Linked DNA regions of Podarcis muralis: region 1 is linked to region 2. Evidence: chromatin contacts called from public Hi-C data. All regions are on one chromosome and are shown on one strand. The core of a region is the stretch at or near the end of the contact, and the rest is flanking DNA. Distances in the headings are between cores, read along the strand shown.

Region 1 (5,890 bases), core at 671-3,170, 280 kb after region 2:
ATCCTTCCCACACCCTTCTGCAATAGGTAAGTCAGTGCTCACAGTTACAGTTCTGCAAAAAGATGAATTAAGACAGTGACACAATCACATGCTGAAGACCACAAGCCAGTGTGTGATCCCATTCCCAAATAATGTGCTCCATTTGCAAGAATGAATCCAGCTGCTGTTTTTATGAGGTACATGCCACAAACTTTCTCTAGCAGTGAAAGCAAGCAGGAAATGAATAGTCAGTATCTGCTGAGCTTTCTGGAGTATATTTCTAGTTGTGTATCACGTTTGTCAATGCAACAGGTTTCACTTTGTATGTGCTGTGACAGTCTGCCCCCATGTGGCTTTATTTGGGCATAGAATGAGACTGAGGAGTGCCTTTCAATAGGGGTGGGGAATGTGTGGTCTTACAGATGTTCTCAGACCACTCTATTCCTTCCCATTAGCAATCCTGGCTGGGAGAAGTAAGAACTGAGGGTTCAAAAGCAACTGGAGGGCCAAAGATTACCTATCCCTGCACTATAACGGTCTCCCCTTGAGAAACAGAAGATCTTTAGTGAAGGACAAAGGGTTGCCAAGTTGGTCACAAACGGTTAGGCAGTTGCTATTTTCCTCAACAGTGTGGCTAGGAAGGGCACAGCAATCTGCAAGTGGGCAGCAACAAAGGAACAGCAAGACACTTCTACCCATCCCAAGGCTTCCCTTGTTGCTTGCACATCTGTGTGACCCCACAAGGCTAAGCTGTGAGCACTGGAGGCCATGGGTGCTTTGGAAGCCACTATATTTGTGGGGCTGAGGCCCCACAAAGTCAATGGGCATAGTTGAAGCCCTTTGTTGTGGGCACCCACAATCTTCGGCGCAAGAGCTGTGAGCACCTGTCAAGAGAGGAGCCAGGTGTTGTGCCAGAAACAAGGCTGTGAAGACCAAAGGTGCTCTAAAGTTCCAGCTGAAACACAAAACCATGGACCGTCCTTCCATTTAGGAGGATCCAGCGGCTAGCTTGAGTTTGATGAGGCTGGTCCAGAGCCTGGCAATACTGTTCCGCACTGCCCAGGAAGACAATCCAATCTGCACCTCTGTGGTTCACCACAGGGGGAAGCCGCAAGAAGAGCAAAACATGGTTCTTTATACAGCCTTTAATCTGCTTCCAAACTCAAAAGGAGAGGCAGTCTGGTGTGGACCCATTTAGAGGTAATATATACTGCAATGCAATGCGCTCTACATGGGTCTTCCCTGAAAAATGGTCTGGAAGCTGCAGCCAGACAGGATCATGCCATTCCAATCCTAAAGATACTGCATTGGCAGCTGCTAAGTCACCAAGCCCGGTTCATGGTCAGCCGGCAATCTGGTTTATATGTAAACTCCACTGAATTCACTGGATTAACATTTGCATAAATATGCATAGGTCTAGATGGAAAAACCTTAACTTTTGCTTTTTAAAAAAACCAAAAACCCTTCCATGCTCTTTTTTTTTGCTTGTGTGGTGCAAATAGTTAAAGATACTGTAAACTGCGAAGAGCATTGCGTTTTTAATACTGTAGAAATAGGAAAGTTAATTGCAAATAATCTAACACAGAATCATAGAATTGTACAGCTGGAGGATACCATAGGGCTTATGTAGTCCTGCAATGCAGGAATCTCAACTAAACACTAGTGAAATAATTCTGGATTAGGAGTAATTTTTTTAAACAGAGAACACAGAAGCTTTACCTTCTTAAAAATTTACAAGGGTTAAAAAAAAATAATCTTCCCTCCCTCCCACCTATTTCACCGAACATGCACAAGAACCACAAAATCAACCCTTAAGTAAAAGCCGCGCGCTCAGTACACCCGCAAGAGCGCCAGCGATTTTTCACCCTCGCGCCCAATCACAGCCTTGCCGCTTTAAGCCCCCGCCCATCTACCAATCAGGCACGTCGAGCGCCAGGCCCCGCCCACTCCGAGCGGTTTTTGGCGCGCTTTTGGAGCAGGCCTCTTTTCCCCCGAGCGCCGTTGCTAGGAGACGTCGGAGGAGGCCGTTATTTCCGTTACGGGCCACACACCCCCGCCCCAAAACTGAGGATGAGGAGCCGCGAGGAAGTAGACGCCACCTTGCACGTCGCCAAGTTGGACCCGGCGGAGCTGCTCCCCGCGGCGCAGTGCCTCAGCTTCAGCGCCCAGGCGGCGGACGCCGGGGAGTGCCGCCTCTTGCAGTTGGAGCCGGAGCTTTGCGCCGAGTTGGAAGCGGGGCGGAGGTACGCATGCGCACGCTGCGGGGGGGGGGAGAGGGGTAAAGCGGTACTTTCTAGCACTCGGCTCTGTGGTTGGGCTTGGCTCTAGTCTACAGCGGCCCCAGGCGGCTTGGAGGGTTAATAGCATTTCCTAGGGAGCTCCCACGTGGAGAGCTCACCACGGTTTTTATATACAAGTCCAGAGACACCCCTTCCTTACCAGGAGACCCCCCCCCCCATCAGGATGACTGGCTTTTTCAGATTTTGGAGCAATAAACATTTACCACTTGAAAAGACTCCTTTGAAAGTGTGCCCCGCCTTAAGTGACAGCCAGTTTTTTCTAAAAAATTTTTTTTAAGTGTTATTAAACTTATTTTATTATTATCATTATGCATTAATTTTACCCAGCCTTTCCCCCCGGTGGGATTCAAAGCTGGACTACAGATGAAAAAAGAGAACCTTACCCGCCTTTATGTCAAAGCAGGATGATCAACATTTAGAAATTGTGGGTTGGAATGCATTCCTGTTTTATCAGATTGCTCTTCAATAAGTCCTGATGGTTAGTGACTTCCGTTGGATGCATCCTGTATGCAGGATTGTAAGCATTTTTACTTCTGATTACACCTTAGTAGATCGCAGAGTGGTGCAGTCTTAGACTTGTATGACATATTTGTACAGTCTATGCACAACAAAGTGTACTGAAATAGCAAAGACTTGTGGCCTGCCTTATTGTCTGCACTTCTGGGTTGTTAAAAATAACAACACAGTGAAGCATGTGTTGAACTAGGGCCCAAATGTTGTGAATCAAATGGGGAGAATGAAGTTAGAGTTTGGCTGGTTTTTTGCTTGTTTGTTTTTAACATTGAGCAAGTCAAATTTGCTGTTTTTATACATAATATCCTGATATATAGTAACATTAGTAACAATTGAAACCTAGCATCCTTTCATTATTTTAAAATTTGCTTGCTATTCAGAAGTAAATGCTGCTTTAAAAACCCAAACAAACCATTGCTGCAGTGACTCTGTATTTAATTGTTTTGTTTTGTTTTGTTTTGTTTTGCAGCCTGGTGATCCGTGGAGACCGCGATGAACATGCTGTGTTATGCAGTAAAGATAAAACCTATGACATGAAAATAGCAGATACCTCTAATACATTGCTTTTCATACCTGGCTGTGAAACTCCAGAGCAGCTTGGTATAAACAAGACAGCTTCTAATATACTTTACACTCAGGTATTTTGTGTGTGAGTGAGAGAGAGAGACTTTTCTGAAGCCAACCGCAAATGGCTACCTATCTTTGAAAATGTAGGTTCTAACCCACTTCCATTTATATACTCTTTAAAAAAAAATCTATCACATTTATATCCCTCCTTCCTTCCTTCCATGGCATTCAAAGTGGTTTATAAGGGGTGGTCCTGTCTTACGCTTAGTGCAATTCTATGATTTGGGTTAGCAGGATAAGGAGGATTGATCCAAGATAACATAAAAAAGTTAATGGCTGAACAGGAATTAGAACACAGGGCTGGTATTGGTGCTTGGATGACCCAGGTGCCATACATAGCATTATTTTCCCCCCATTTCTAGCTGCATGATTTATAAGAGTCTTACTTTTCTTAAAGAAAAAGTGTATGTGACAGAACACTAGCATGAATTCTTTTCCTATTTGAAAGTTGCCATTTTGGTGGCAAGAAGACCATGAAGCAGATACAGGAGTTATTATAGCCCTGCACGTTCATAGGGCAAGTCCTGTTTGTTTTTCATTGGCCACCGCCCAAATGCAAAAAGAACAGGAAGGAGGCACGGAACCATAAATAATGGGAAAAGGAGAAATGTGTTCTGTAAAAGGGTCTTCCCTACAGTACCAGCTAGGCAGCAATGTTTGTGCAAGCAGCTTCAGCTGTTCTACAACATTTTGAAGTTTTAAGATTGCTCCCGCAGATGAAACTTGTGTCCTGCAACACATTGGGCTTATAAATCTTCTTAGTTGTTGCTTTTGGGAACACGGTTCTCCTTTTTGCATTCATTCTTCTTCTCACCACCTCAACGGCTACCTTCCGTTGGAAACGGGAAAGGTGCCCTCCGAAGGAGCATCTAATATGCCAAACAGAAGGGCATCCTGATATTTTCATTACAAGGTCTGATGCTGATCAGGGGATCTCTGCGACTGACAGATTTAAATATTAGTCATGGCAAATTCCAATTAAGGCTATTGCTATAGATTGCAGGCTTCTCCAATAATTACTGGGAACTAAGAAGATGCCGACCTAAGTTAAAGAAACTCAAGAAACTTATGATGGAAAATCCTTATGAAGGACCAGACGGTGAAAACGAGAGAAGTTCGACTAAATCAAAGGTAAAAACGGGAGAGGAGTTGGTGGAAAAGCTTCTTTGGCATCAGCTTTTAAAAAATGCATAGTTTAGATTGCTCTTGTGAAAGAATAGAAATGAAGCTATTACAGTGGTGCCTCGCAAGACGAAATTAATCCGTTCCGCGAGTCTCTTTGTCTTGCAGTTTTTTCGTCTTGCGAAGCACGGCTATTAGCGGCTTAGCGGCTATTAACTGCTTAGCGGCCATTAATGGCTTAGCGGCTTTAAGAAAAAGGAAACAAACTCGCAAGACGTTTCGTCTTGCGAAGCAAGCCCATAGGGAAATTCGTCTTGCGGAACGACTCAAAAAATGGAAAACTCATCTTGCGAGGCATTCGTCTTGCGAGGCATTCGTCTTGCGGGGCACCACTGTAAATGATTGCAAGGTAATGAGTGTAACTGGTGAATATCAAGTGATATTAAACACTGCCTTACCTTACACCAATCCTGTAAGGTAAAAGTGTGTATTATTCTCTCCCTCTTGGTGGAAGTGAGCTGAGTCGGAAGGGAGAGCGAGAGAGACTTGGCTAAGGTCACTTAACAAGCTCACAGCAGAGATGAACTTTGAATCCTCTGCTTCACCTTCTCTGTTACCCAATGCTAGTTCTCAAAGGCCTATGTTTCAAAACATAAAGCTAGCTCCAAGAGTACCAGAAGGTTCATTCCGTTTGGCTTCTCTATAACCAACAGATTAGTGGATATGGTGTTCAAGAAGATGGGAATCTACTCTATTTAACACATAATTCAAAACAATTAAAGATGTCAGAAAAAAAATATTTTAAAAAGTTTGAATTACTTCACAAATCTTAAAAATAAGTTGATGGGTTTTTTTCCGTTTCCTCTTTTTGACATTGTTACTTAAGTATCTGTCATTATGATAAGTGAGGCATGTGCTGAGATAGGACTTGCATGCTGCAAGCACTTGGGATTGGTGCAGTGTATGCTTGTCCAGTTTGAGAGTAATATACATTATCTCTCTTTCCTAGACCCCGTTCTCACTGTGGGATGTAGCATTATCAATGTCAATGGAGATTCAGGGTTGTATCCAAGGAAATGTAGTTGTCCCATTAGTGCAAGTACTTTCACCTTCCCCACATCCCTCTCAATATGTTCTGGGGTTTCCCCAGCCTAACAAAAGAGAAGGGGGTGGTCACAGGAGAGGAGAAGAAGTCCCATTGCATGCTAACAGTATAAATTCATTGGCTATAACCCTTACAGACAGATAGTCATAAAATCTAGTATGAGAATAAATATTGGCTTAATACTTTTGTGTGTCTTTTACAGTACACAACAGAAGAGTTACTAGATCAAGTCCAAGCAAGTGAG
Region 2 (5,251 bases), core at 1,285-3,784:
TTCCGTATCACAATTGCGTTGTAAAACTGGTGTGCCTGTATTGTCTCACTGCTTATGCTTCCTGCAAATTATCTTGAGGGACTCATTTGGTTGAAAATAAAGTTATAAAATGCACACAGGCCTTCTGACCTCAGCCTGGCTATTTCACCATTCTCACTCAGCTAACAGCAACCTAAGACAAGCTATCTTGCCCTTGTTCTTCCCTGGTATGTATCCCAGCTTCATTTTTGTACAGCGGCAATAAAACTACTTCCCCTCACCTTTGCATGGCCTCCTACCTAGGATGTTGTGCTCCACTGCAGACTTCCCAGGTGAATTATGTCCAACCCTACTAAAGTCAATGATTCCCATGGTTTTCTGGTTTGCAGCCTAGGTTTTCTGGTTCTGAAACTGTACTATTTGGGTGTATTATCAAATATTGAATCAGCTTACTCAATCAGAGATAGGGATTCCCGGCTATTACTGTCGTCGTCCTCAAAACTTTGAAAATCACCAAGGCACGCTTCGATATTTCTTTGAATAGAGATTTTGCTTTCATCCGCCTCCAGGTCAAAATTGATGTCCTCCCAGTCACAACTGCAAAACTATCCAATCAAAAGGAAATTCCGTAAGGGTCGGGCCAAGTTATATTAACATTGTAGATAATGATGCAACTTGTGCTAACTCACCTGAGAAAACCCACATATTGACTGAATTGCAAAATACCATCCCTTCACACCTGGAGTCCCAACAAGTGAACATGCTAAAGAAAGGAAGGAAAAGAAAGAAAGAAAGAAAGAAAGAAAGAAAGGGTATTAGTAGCTTGTATCCAAACCCTATTTCCTTCTTCAGATATGTTTAATGGACTGCAAAGGCTGACTCAAGAACTGCAAGATGCTCTGTCAAAAAATATACACTAAATAACAAAATGCAAAATATTACTGTAAACAATTGTCTTTTTTTTTACATTATTAATTATCCTCTCTTTTCTCCCCATCACCCCAGCTCTTGCATGAAAAAGGTTTGCTAGTTGCTGCTGTTTTCCCTTGTTTTCTAGTGGCCATATACAGTTAACTAAATCTGTGAGGCCCTCAATAAATGACTGCTGTGACTTTATAAATTACCGTAACTGGCATCTCAAGCACAGACCTGAAAACGTTTAAAATTTATAGATATTTTTCTGTTCTCAACAGTAGCAAGTCAGATGCTTCTGGGAGGTTCACAAGCAACACAGGTTGGACCTACCCATCCCCTGCGAGTCCCCAATGTCTGAAAACATGGCATATGCTAATATTTTCTGTTTCACTTACCTGGGAAATCTTCAACTTTTGTGTTTAGTGAGGTACTGCAGTTTGTTTCTAGTAAGTTATAAATACTTTCAGCAGTCAAACCTGCAAAATATGAATTTTAGTTTATGTGCAAGAAGCATCATAGGAACACAAGAATCCACATTCCATCCTTATTAAGCATTCCTTAAATTTACAGTACCATGCATGCCAAAATATCTCTAGTATATAGCTATGAACCAGGATGACAATAAGCAAATGAGGTTCACATGCATACACATAAATGAAATCTGCAATAAACATGACATTCACACGCATACACGTGAATGAAATTTGCAATAAACCAAGAAAGTCCACATGCATACACATGAATTAAACCAGCAATAAACACACAAGATTCACACATAAATGTGAATGATACTGCAATAAGAAAACAAGGTTCATATGCCAGCATGGGAGAGCAACAATAAGCAAACGAGGTTCACATGTGTACGCGTTTATTAAATTTGCAATAGACACACGAAGTTTACACACATACATGTGAATGAAACTTGCAATTAACCAATAAGGTTCACAAACATACACATGAATTAAACCAACAATAAGCAAATGAGATTCACACTGTACACCTGAATTGAACCAGCAATAAATAAGTTCACACTGTACATGTGAATTAAACCTGCAAAAAACCCACAAAGTTCACACACATGCACATGAATGATACTGCAATAAGCAAATGAGGTTCACATGCCGACATGGGAGGGCGACAATAAGCAAACGAGGTCCACATGTGTACACGTGAATGAAACCTGCAAGAAACACATGACATTCACACGTGTACACGTGAATGAAACCTGCAATAAACACACGACATTCACACACGTATCAAACCTGCAAGAAACACACGACATTCACATGCATACACGTGAATTAAACCTGTGATAAACACGACATTCACACGTGTACACGTGAATTAAACCTGGAATAAACACACGACATTCACATGCATACACGTGAATTAAACCTGTGATTACACACACGGCGTTCACACGCGCACACGTGAACGAAACCTGGCATAAGCCAGCGAGCTTCACACGGGAAGAAAGCGCGCACCTGGGCGGCCTTCGGCTCCGGCCTCCCCTCGCCGGCCTCGCCAGCTCACGAAGAGGAGGTGGCGGTCCATCAGGGCCCCGTCGCCGGGCGCCCGCTTCCCGCCTCCGCCTCTCCCTCGGCGGCGCTCCCGCCTCGCCGCCGCCGCCGCTTCCGCTTCCCGAGGAGGAGCTACAGGACTCGGCCGCCGCACGCCGCCCTCCTTCCGCTGGCGGCCGGCAAGAGAGGCTCCTTGGACGGCGAGGCCTCAGCCTCCGGGAGCCGCCATGGCCAGCTTCACCAAGGCCGCGCAGGTACCAAGAGGGGGCCCCGGCCTTCCCCTCGGAAAGGCACCACGCAGGGCTGCTGGAGTCCCGGGCCGGGCCGGGCTGGCTGCGCGCCTTAATCCGGAGTGAATCCGCATTCTTTAAGGGGGGGGGTTGCCCTTAATGTATTGCAAAAGGTCTGGGGGGACTCGGCGCGTTGCAAATGTGTCTTCCGTTTTAAATCGGGCAGCTGGGGGGGGGGGGTAAAGGGATCCGTAACCGTAGCGGAAATGTGTTGATGTTGTCGTTAAGAATAAAGTCACATGGTTATTATTATTGCTATTAACTGAATTGTTATACTGTACCACCCTTCCTCCTGAGATCACAACGTTAATAATAATAATAATAATAATAAATGCTTAGAGCAGAAAAGGTGATGCAAAATAGTGGAACGCAAGGTTTTTATTTGGTACCAGATATGTCAGATAATCCATGAACGTTACCAAATAAACTCATATATATTTAGTGGGAACGTGTGATTGCTCGGTTGTATAAATCGCAAGCCCAAGCTCTTTAGGTAAAACCATGTTCTGCCTCCAGCATTGAGGTCGGGGTGTCATATAACAGTGTCTCCCCATTTCCTTCTGGGTGTAAAAACGCAATGCTTATTGGTTTTCTTCTCTTCCCAGAAGAGTAGCCTTTCAGGGGCACCTCCTTGCGTAGACTCCCCAGAAAAGTGACCAGGAAAGGACAAGGGACTTGTTCCTTCTCTTGCCTGTTTCAACCAAGATGGTTATGTGCTGCCCTCCACTGTCAGAGGCAGTATGCTGGGGAGTCACAAGTTGGGTCCTGCTTGCGGACTTCCTGTAGGCTGGGCGCTGTTGACCCTCCAGATTTTTTTGCTGGACTACAACTACCATGACCATTGACTATGCTGGCTGGGCTGTTGAGTGTTGCGGAATTAGAGAAAATCTGAAGAGCCACAACTTTAAAGGGAAATTGCCTCTGAGTCTTGTTACGCACATTTCCATGTGACAGGTGGTGTGTGACACCCCCCCCCCCGCTTAACCCATTAATTGAGGGTTATGTTAGGAACTCTAATTATGGCATATACCAGATGCATTAATGTGCTACAGAACTTCATTTTTATTATACTGTAATGTTGTTCTTTACATCTGAATTTGTTCTGAATGTCAACTTCTGAATGACTTTTTAAAATATGGCTTCAGCCTGATGCATGCTTACTTTGAACTGATTCCCACTGACTATAAGCGGACTTACTCCCAAGTAGGTGTGTGCGGTCTATGCAGACTTAGGTGCACTTAAGCCTATTATTTTCAGTTATGTTGGTGCACCTATACTGCATAGGATTGAGGTAAAAATAAAAAAAAACCTGGAGAAATTATGGCATGGATGCCACTGTTGCTTTCCAACTACATGTTGGAATCTCTCATTGTTGACCATCTTCTGTGTCCCAGGGCAGCAAAAATGTCTCTTTAGGCACGTTGGTGTTGCATTTTCTTTTAATGCAACCAGTCCTAATTGACAAACCACAGTTCTTAATGTCATGTGGATCAAGGAATGTGCGCTGGGGATGGCTCACTGAGATGAACACATATATTTTTGTCTACTAGGAATAATAATATTTCTATATGCTAACCACGATCCATTATTCCTTTACAGCAATGGGCCACATTTGCTCGAGCCTGGTATCTTATAGATGCGAAGATGCAACCGCCAGGAAAAATTGCAGCCATCACTGCCATCAGACTTCAGGGGAAGCATAAGCCTGTGTACCATGCACTAAGTGAGTTCTGCTCGGGATTCAAATGTTTGCTATATCAGCACTGATTTGTTTTTATTGTTTAAAGCAGGGGTCAACAATCTTTTTGGGCCAATGAACACATTTTCAGGCTGGAGGAATTGTGGGCACCACAAACACTGTCACCTGTTCTGTTGGGTACAATAGAATTCTTTCAAGCCTAATTTCAGAGGGAGGGCAAAGAGTGGACTCTGAAGGCATCAGAGGGGGTCTAGTGATCCTATGGGCACCACATTGACAAACCCCAGTTTAAAGCTGGAGTGGAATGAATTGAGTTTTGCATGACCCTTTTGTTGTTGTTGAACTGGAGTCCTCTCAGTTAGCAGTCTGCATGTAAATTTTCAAAATAAGTACATTGCATGACATCTCTTTACTATTAAACGTAAAGGGACCCCTGGCCATTAGGTCCAGTCGTGGCCGACTCTGGGGTTGCGGCGCTCATCTCACTTTACTGGCCAAGGGAGCCGGCGTACAGCTTCCGGGTCATGTGGCCAGCATGACTAAGCCGCTTCTGGTGAACCAGAGCAGCGCACGGTAATGCTGTTTACTTTTCCGCCGGAACGGTACTTATTTATCTACTTGCACTTTGATGTGCTTTTGAACTGCTAGGTTGGCAGGAGCAGGGACCGAGCAACGGGAGCTCACCCCATCATGGGGATTCGAACCGCCGACCTTCTGATCGGCAAGCCCTAGGCTCTGTGGTTTAACCCACAGCGCCACCCGCGTCCCCTCCTTACTATTAAGGCATAATTAATCTGTGTTGAATGATCCCGGGTATGCCTTCTTTCTTAAATACTTTCCTGAATCTT

The links. Hi-C and Micro-C count contacts between places; a contact is called where the count stands out from the background.
Region 1: a Hi-C map of blood shows a contact between it and region 2, with 3 times the contacts expected there. The contact joins the promoter of DSCC1 here to the promoter of MRPL13 in region 2. A contact is called at or near these places in 2 of 3 Hi-C or Micro-C datasets (blood and tail).

The regions. Positions count from the first base shown.
Region 1 is chr8:15,738,840-15,744,729 of rPodMur119.hap1.1, forward strand. DSCC1 (DNA replication and sister chromatid cohesion 1) reads left to right here and starts at 1,921. Exons shown (of 9, transcript XM_028736232.2): 1 at 1,921-2,222; 2 at 3,262-3,430; 3 at 4,416-4,550; 4 at 5,849-5,890. The coding sequence starts at 2,050.
Region 2 is chr8:15,458,948-15,464,198 of rPodMur119.hap1.1, forward strand. It overlaps MRPL13 (mitochondrial ribosomal protein L13), which reads left to right and starts at 2,535. Exons shown (of 7, transcript XM_028736224.2): 1 at 2,535-2,668; 2 at 4,304-4,427. The coding sequence starts at 2,642. It overlaps MTBP (MDM2 binding protein), which reads right to left and starts at 2,507. Exons shown (of 22, transcript XM_028736223.2): 1 at 2,379-2,507; 2 at 1,290-1,370; 3 at 669-742; 4 at 433-584. The coding sequence starts at 2,448.